Linked DNA regions of Lactuca sativa: region 2 is linked to region 1. Evidence: chromatin contacts called from public Hi-C data. All regions are on one chromosome and are shown on one strand. Each heading gives the region's core, a stretch centred on a gene start, on an enhancer-like site or on the middle of the called end of the contact. The rest is flanking DNA. Distances are from core to core; before and after follow the strand shown. Region 1 holds the start of LOC111919884 (protein IQ-DOMAIN 19). Region 2 holds the start of LOC111886626.

The links. A called contact is a pair of places that touch in the nucleus more often than the background predicts.
Region 2: a Hi-C map of leaf shows a contact between it and region 1, with 5 times the contacts expected there. The contact joins the promoter of LOC111886626 here to the promoter of LOC111919884 in region 1. A contact is called at or near these places in 2 of 4 Hi-C or Micro-C datasets (leaf and seed).

Annotation. Positions count from the first base shown.
Region 1 is chr4:288,037,742-288,041,910 of Lsat_Salinas_v11, reverse strand. LOC111919884 (protein IQ-DOMAIN 19) reads right to left here and starts at 2,208. Exons shown (of 4, transcript XM_023915440.3): 1 at 1,828-2,208; 2 at 1,308-1,553; 3 at 608-1,069. The coding sequence starts at 2,208. It overlaps LOC111919888 (probable inactive ATP-dependent zinc metalloprotease FTSHI 4, chloroplastic), which reads right to left. Exons shown (of 16, transcript XM_023915447.3): 14 at 3,647-3,790; 15 at 3,385-3,548; 16 at 2,828-3,188. The coding sequence ends at 3,405.
Region 2 is chr4:288,343,161-288,347,329 of Lsat_Salinas_v11, reverse strand. It overlaps LOC111886626, which reads left to right and starts at 1,880. Exons shown (of 4, transcript XM_023882887.3): 1 at 1,880-2,037; 2 at 2,171-2,260; 3 at 3,216-3,455. The coding sequence starts at 2,240.

The DNA of each region.
Region 1 (4,169 bases), core at 959-3,458:
TATTTTTTTTTCACATGTAATTTTATGAGTATTATAGTTTATTAAATTCAACATAATATTTTATTGTAATAATTGCAATAAATATAATAATAAATGGATATCAATTTCATTAATGAACTTACCTTTTAATTTCAAAATTCTCAAATTAAAACTCATTATTTTCTTTTTCTTTTTTTTATTTAAATTATTTGTTTAAATTTAAAAGATAAAAAACATTTCAATTATAATAATTCATTATTTTTCTTATTTTCTTATAAATTCAAAATTGTCAAATATTTTGACCATTATATTTAAAAAAAAATTAAATTAACCGATGTAATACATAGGTCTCACAACTAGTATATAATATGTACGTACATAACAGGTTAATAGCATAATAAGCGATAGGTTTAGCTTTAGCGACAGAAATAGACATTAGCAACTTTGGTTAAAATTAGCAACAGTTGGTCGCTTAGTTTTTTAATACAAATTCTGTCACTAATCAATGGTTATGGTAAATTTGCAACAGAATGAATCCATAGCTATATTCATTGCTGTACAAATTTTCCGCTAGTGGAAAAGATGATGAAAATTAAAGAAATTGTGCCCAGATGTTTGATGTACTAACCTGAGTTATACAATAAGATGAGCCATTAGTACAAGTACTTGCTGAGTCGAATTCAGAATCATTGATCGATTTTGATGACCGATGAGCCTTAGCCACACAACCCGAGTGCACCTTTTGATGGTTGTGGGTTCGAACCACCTTTGAACCAAGAGCTTCATTTGATGATGAATTTTGTCTATTTTCGCGTTTTTGTTTTGTGGGTCGTTGTCTTGGTTCGCTTTGTGACCGTGTTTTTGCTCTTGAAGACTTTGTTCGGGTCATGTAATTGGGTTCATCGTGATGTGATTGTGATCCCATTTGTGACACTGTAGAATAAGCCGCGTTTACTGGCTTATTTTGCAGTCTGGGTGAATTTTCTTGTTTCCATGGCAATGAATCTATTGAGAATCTGCGTGATGACTGTCGATAAGTTATAAAGCCGCTTGTCTTGCTTTCGAATTGTCCGATATTGTCATTGTGATCCTAAAGAAATAATACAATATTTCTTAGTAATTAGTATATTATGTAGCTAATTGAATTTGCCCTATCCTTTTTTACAACCGTCGGTCAAAATACAGATGTGGTCAAATTTTATGCCTTATAGAGCAACTTTGTACACATAGTTGTAGTTTTGTAACTCATTGAAAATTTTAACATGTTATAGCTTTTGAAATTGATTTTGTATTTAGATGACATTGCTATAATAAGAATGAGAGTTTACGAATTGTGGTGCACTGAGACGACGTTCATGAGCTATCACAAATCCTCTTCTACTTGTGGCATGAAGATGGGATTGTGATTCCACATCCTCAACCATTTGAATTCTTTGATATCGAGCTCTAACTTGAATAGAGACAAGTGCCTTCATGCATCTAACCATGGTTGTGGTTCGCTTACGCACCAAGTGTCCCCTCACCAAAGCTTGTAGCTTCACTAATCCACGTAAAGCACACAACGCCCTTCGTGCCTACGTACAACCAATGTTAGATTCATTAAGGATGTCCTAAATAAATACTTTATAACAAGAAGATCCTGGAAAAAGGTTATTCTTTTAGCAACTTCTAAACTGGCCCATAAAACACCCTCCCAAAAGTATCATATGAGATATAAATCATAGTCAGGTGACTTAAAATTTAAAAGCCCAATCTACATTGGAAATGAAACTCTGACTACATCTACCAATCTGCTTTGACCCGAACTACCTGTTTTTGTGAAGATAGTAAAAAAAGGGGGGGGGGTACCAAATATGAACGGAAAGCCGCTTGAATTCTTGTTGCAGCTGCAGCTAAAACCACACGAGGGAGTCCATATGTGGCGGCTTTGGGAGGCGGCACCACCAACATGGTGGTGTAGTTTTGCTGCTGAATCGCATAGTCGAACAAAGCTTGTGAAACTAACTGGGAGGTGATGATGGAGTCAAATGATCGGCAACTCTTGTGATTGACTACTATTTCTTTGTTATTTGATTTCCTAAAGCTCCATCTCCTCCGGTGAGAAGGTGATGGAGTTGCTGGAATAATGGCGGTGGTGCATGGTGGAGATGTGGGGCCACCTTCTTTCTTGTTGATTTTCTCCTCCTTTTTGCCTAACAAGTTTTTGATCCATCTACCTGCCTTACCCATATCAATAGAGGTTGTCAATATAGATTCATGGTGTGATATATATATATATATATATATATATATATATATATATATATATATATATATATATATATATATATATATATATATATATATATATATATATATATATTTCTGAGTTGGGTGTTCAGTTGACTATTTTGACAAGAAATAGAAGAAAAAACGCTAAGGCCTGCATCGACTGCTCTACTTATGCCAAATGACACTTTGACAAACACTTATCACTTGACCTTGCCACATACACACGCACAACCAAACTGGGTCAAACAACTGGTTCTTGTTACGGGATTTTCTTCACCAATTTTGAACCTGAAGTGTTATTTTTTTATTTCAAATTTGTCTTCTTTTAAAATTTTAAAAAACAGAATTTTAATGAATTCTTGTAATTCGTTTGGTTTATTTAAACTTTTAATGTATAATCAATCATTTAAGTATGTCATTTAGAAATATATATATATATATAATCTTTAATCTTTAATATGAAATATAATACAATATGATTTCTATAGTCTTTAAAAATCCTTAATTTTCATTTCTTTTTTATTCGATCTATTATCACCCTCAAAAGACATGAACCTAAGAAAAAACAAAGCAAATATTATCCTCCAAAAAGTGTGGCAAGCATATTTCACTATATATATATAGATACAAGCTCTCCCTGTGATTTGCATACTAGCACTACATAACCTTTTTCTACCGCTACCATCCAAAACAGATGTGAAATCCCATTTATGCCCTTGGAATAAACTTAGGCCTCTTACAAACTGATACATTTTCACTGTAATTATATCTGAGAACATCTTCATGCTCCATGGTTGCATGCAATCAAGTTTTTTTTTAGTGTGTGATAACATGATCTTCCAATGACCCATGAAATCAAGATCCAGTAAATCTTTGGAGTGAATGGATCTATGATCAAGAAAATGAATGCATCTAGATTCCACATAAGTTGTAATTTGCTGCCAAAAAAATCAAGTGAACACATTTTTAGATTGTATCCAATGTTACTTTATTAAAAAAAATACTGTATTCAAAATACAAGCGCCTTTTCTGTATTTTGTCCATTAAAAAATGAAGCCCTTTAATTGCCTAGCAACATTTAGTGCTTTTTAGTTTTTAGAAACTATATATTTACCAACAAGTAGACACACTCACCACCAAAGAGGCAACAAGAATCATAGAAAATGGCTTGCCATCAAAACCTGTGGCTTCTCATTTTCTGCTTCAATTTCCCTTTTTGCCCCTTCTCTAATTTCCTCAACCTTCGTGTCCCAAATTTTGTCCACTAGCTTCCATGTATCATCACTAATAATTTGAGTCTACACACAACAAAAGTGCAACCATTTTTTATTATTAAAAAAAATGCATGGTTAAAACTTAGAATTTAAAATTATATCTATATAGACTTGGCACTAACCTCCATTGGTCTAGGAGCACCAAAAGTTGCAAATCCAACATTTCCAGGTGCAAATGTGACCCTACCTGGAAGTGAAGCACCATGGATTCCCCACCTTCCAGCATATATCAGTGCACCATATTCATCAACAGGGGTCACACGAGGCTGAATCATTATAAATATTAAAAAAAAAAAAAAAAAAAAGTAAGATTGTATGACATAATGTTCAAGTGGGCCCCGTTTGATACGAATGAGATAACAAACTGTACTGTGTTTGGGGTGTATTGGACTAGGAGTGAGACCGATGTCAATGGGAGTAAAAATTACATTTTTTTGTCCAACCCAAAAAGGTGGAACAAGGGGGTATAGGGACACTCTTGATATCTCATTTGTGAAAAAAAGACATAAATACCCTCCTCATCCCCATCATCGAAAATAACCCTAGAAAGCTTGTCTAGTTTAGTACTGTCTCATGTAACAAACACAAGAACAGGACTAGATGAGCTTTCTAGGGCTATTTTCGATGATGGGGATGAGGAGGGTA
Region 2 (4,169 bases), core at 631-3,130, 310 kb before region 1:
CAGTTTTCTTTTCCCGTTTTCATTTTCATTGGAAAATTTAAAAAACGCGTTTAGTTAAAACTTATTCATTTTTCATTTACAGTTTTAGAAAATGAGAAAACGTGTTTAGATGTGTATTTTTCTATCGGTTTTTATTTTCAGAAAACAAAAGTAGTGGTAGGGTGGGGGTGGGGCGACGACGGTAGCGGGTCGACGACTGTAGTGGTGATGATAGGCGGTGGTGATGGCGGAAATTGTGGTAGTGATGGTGATGGCGGTGGCGACGGCGGCGGTGGTGGTGGTGATGGGGTAGTGATGGTGATGATAGATCGATGATTATGATAGTGGTGTTGGGTGGGAATGTGTGTCTATGTTTGTGGGTGTGTGTGGGGGTGGGGGGGTGTGTATGTTTTTGTGGGGGTGGGTGGGTATGTGTGTGTGTGTTTGTGAGGGTGGGGGTAAGTGTAGGTTGTGTGTGTGTTTGTGGGGGTAGGGGTGGGGAAGTGTGTGTGTGTGTGTGTTTGTAGGGGTGTTTATGTTTGTGGGTGTGGGTGTGTGTGTATGTGTGGGTGGGTGGGTGGTGGTGGGCTTGGGAGTGGATGGGTGTAGGTAGGTAGGGGTATGGTGGGTTGGGGGTGTTAAGGTGAGGGTATGTAAAGGTGGATGGGGTGTGGGTGAGTGTGTATTTATATTTTTGGAAAAATTTTGGAATTAGAGGAAAAAACAATGATTATCAGTTTTCTAAAAATTTTGGAAAAATGAGGAAAAAACAATGATTATCAGTTTTCCAAAAAATTTCAATTTCTTTGTAACTTTAGAAAACGGAAAATTTTCATTTTCTGTGAAAATTTTAGAAAAATGAGGAAAGAACAATGATTATATTTTTGAAAAAATTTTGGAATTAGAGGAAAAAACAATGATTATTAGTTTTTCAAAAATTTTGGAAAAATGAGGAAAAAAACAATGATTATCAGTTTTCCAAAAATTTTCAATTTCTTTGTAACTTCAGAAAACGGAAAATTTTCATTTTCCGTGAAAAATTTAGAAAAATAGACGAACTAAACGCGTTTTCAAAATTCTCATTTTTCTTGAATTTTTTTTTCCGAATAACGACTTATTTTTCTGCAACTAAACGCAACCTTAGAGTTTCAACTTTGCTTGGTAATATCTTTCTTGATTGCTTTTGGGGTGGGAGTGCAATAGAAAGACTCTGTTTTGGGTTATCAAACCTTAATTGGAATTCTTGATGTTCTTGTCCAATTAGTGCTTGAACTTCTAGTGTACCTTGCTAGCTTTTTTGTTGGATTTTGTAAAATTTCCGTTGTTATAAGAAAACTCATTAGGTCACTTTATCTTTACAAAACCTAAGAAAAAAGTTAGGCTATTCATACCCATTAGGTTGAACGGTGTCATACATCTCTGTGACATTTTTTACCGCTGGTGAACACCACCACCTTCCTTTTGTTTTACCCACAGTAATGTGTCGGAGATGGAAGTTCACCGATGGCAAAATTTAAATATGTGTGAGTTTTTTGTGGGTTTTACCGGCGGTGAAAAAAAAGCCCACATCCTTCCCAATTTTAAAAGTTGCAAAATTGGTAAAAAATCTAGCTGGCCATTGGTGAAAACGGTATGATACCGTTTACCCTTACAAAACATTTAAAAAACCACTGTATCAATGAAATGTAATAACAATGAAATGTAATAGTTATCTAATGAAAGATCTTCCAGACATATTATAAGAGTACACGCCATCATTGACTTGCACATTTTAAGAAGGGTGCAGCATGGAAACGTGGTTCGAGAAAGTGGGCATCGGAGACCCAGGAAAGCAGATCACGGGAAGCCAGTGAAACCTCGATTGGCTCAGTGTTCGAAGCGCGTGAGGCACCAATGGCAACCATCGTAATTAAACATCTCTAACGTGTCCAAAGTCTCAATGAATCAACTATAAATAACACAACGATAAACTGACTAACGAAGGTATTCTGAATTGATTGTTGTAAAGCTACACACACAACTCTGTTCATTTCGCTTTATTGAAGCTGTCGTCTTGCTGTAAGTTCATCTTTCTCTCTCTCCATCTTCTCCTTTCTCTCTCACACAGAACACAATGATATCTACCAATCTTTATTATTTGCTGAATTTGTGTGTTTGTGCTTGAGACACCTTGTGGATTGTTTTCTTGTAGTTCTTAGCATAATCAACAAGTGAGTTTAGATCGTTCTGTTTGGTGTACGTTTGATAAGATCTGATTGACATGGAAAATCGCAAGGGCGAGGTATGTTTATCTCTTTCTCTATCACTGTTCACGTTCTCCCTGGCTTCTTGTTACTTCTATATGAGAATATAGCGGTAGATAGCTCAATTTAAGTTGATTTTTCTGTAATTCTTCTTTGTTTCGTTTGTAGAAAGTTGAGAAAATGATGTTGTTTGAACATCGATAGGGTTTGATCTTTCAATTTCGTTTGTTTAGCTGAACAAGTAGCTCCTATCTCTGTTCAAGAGTAAGGATGTGAAATTTAGGTTTCGAGGCGTTTGCATTTGATATGACTGGTAAAATTCCATCGTAAAACGATAATTAGGTCAAAAATTTTAGGCCTTAGTAGGGCAGGGATGGGGGCTGTTTTGAGCATACTGGCTACCACGCTTGTTATGATTCGCGTTTCGTTATCCATAATTGGGGGTGGCAACTTTAGACTGTTTAGGAACATAGATTCTATTTGAACTTTGAACAATCAAATCATAATGATATTCATCTTTGACTTAAGGAAAGATATGATCATGACATCCACTAACAAAATTTTATTTGGATCACAACTGTACAATATACAATTTCCACAACATAAGATGCAAATTTTGCTAACTTTTTTCTTTTGTTATACATGACACTCTTTAAAAGATTCATAATTTGGAAAAAGATAACTCCATTTGTCCATTAAAATTGCAGTCATTTATATTTTTTGACAAAGTTTCAAGTTAATTTTTTTTTGTGCAATATATTGATTCTCTATTGATCTTTATGAGCTTACCCCTACAAGGTTTTCGTGCCCCCACCTGTCAATGAGAGCAAATCTTGTCCCTCCTAAAAAGTTGGGACATGGTTCACTCTCCATCTCTTGTCTGTGAAAAAGACATAAATGCCCTTTCACATCTTCACAATAAACAAAGCAATGAAAGTAGGATGCTATTTCTTGCATCCAACACATAAAAAATATTGTTTAAAAATGGTGTAGAAAAATGCACCATGGATGTCGGTCCCACAATTTGGGGATTGGGACCAAAAGGGACCTCTCCCAGACTACTCAATGGATTTCTCAAAGATAAGAGAGATGAGGAAACAAAACAAGAGAGATATATCAAGGGCTAGTATTGGTAATGAAGAAGAATTTGTTTCCTCCAACACTGCAAAACTTAATACAGCAAATAACAGTGCTCCCCACCATAGTTATGATGAGGATCACCACTCTCCAACTGTAAGCACACCTTCTCTTTCATTATCTGTTCTCCAATATCATAATAATCCTTTCTAAATGAGTTACTACATATTTGAGTTCTTTTTTTGGAGAATTTTAGTAACTGCATGAAATTATTCAATTAAATGCTACAAATATAAGCTTGGTTTGGTATACAACAAAGTAGTTTTTTATACAAAATACTGGTTGTATAATTTGTGTTAGTTGCATAAATTGGTAAAAGAATGAAGTTATTGCATAAATTTGTAGAAAGGGTATTTATGTCTTTTCCATATACAAAGAGATTATATTCTTGTTTTGGGTGTGACTTAGTACCCTAGGTAACAAGGAATATGCTGAGGGCATGTGCAACCATGTTCTCACATTATAATTATAATACATAGTTGGCATGGAATGTTTTTTTTTAATTTTTTTAATGCAAATATGCAAGTGCATACTTTTTATTCCCTGTTTAACCCTAATCATTGATGAAAAGATTTTTCTCTCCCCAATGATCAAATCAAGCATTTATTTTTCTATTGCCTTTTCATTATTATTGCAAAGTAGAAGTAACGTATTGATTTTTTTTTTTGAGAAATTAATTATGCTCCTACATTTTATTCCTACTTATCTTTCTACCCAATCAAATGTTGACATGTGTCACATTTAATGCCACATTTAATATGGGTAGGAGAATAGTAGGACTAAAATGTAGGAGGATATTTAATTTATCTT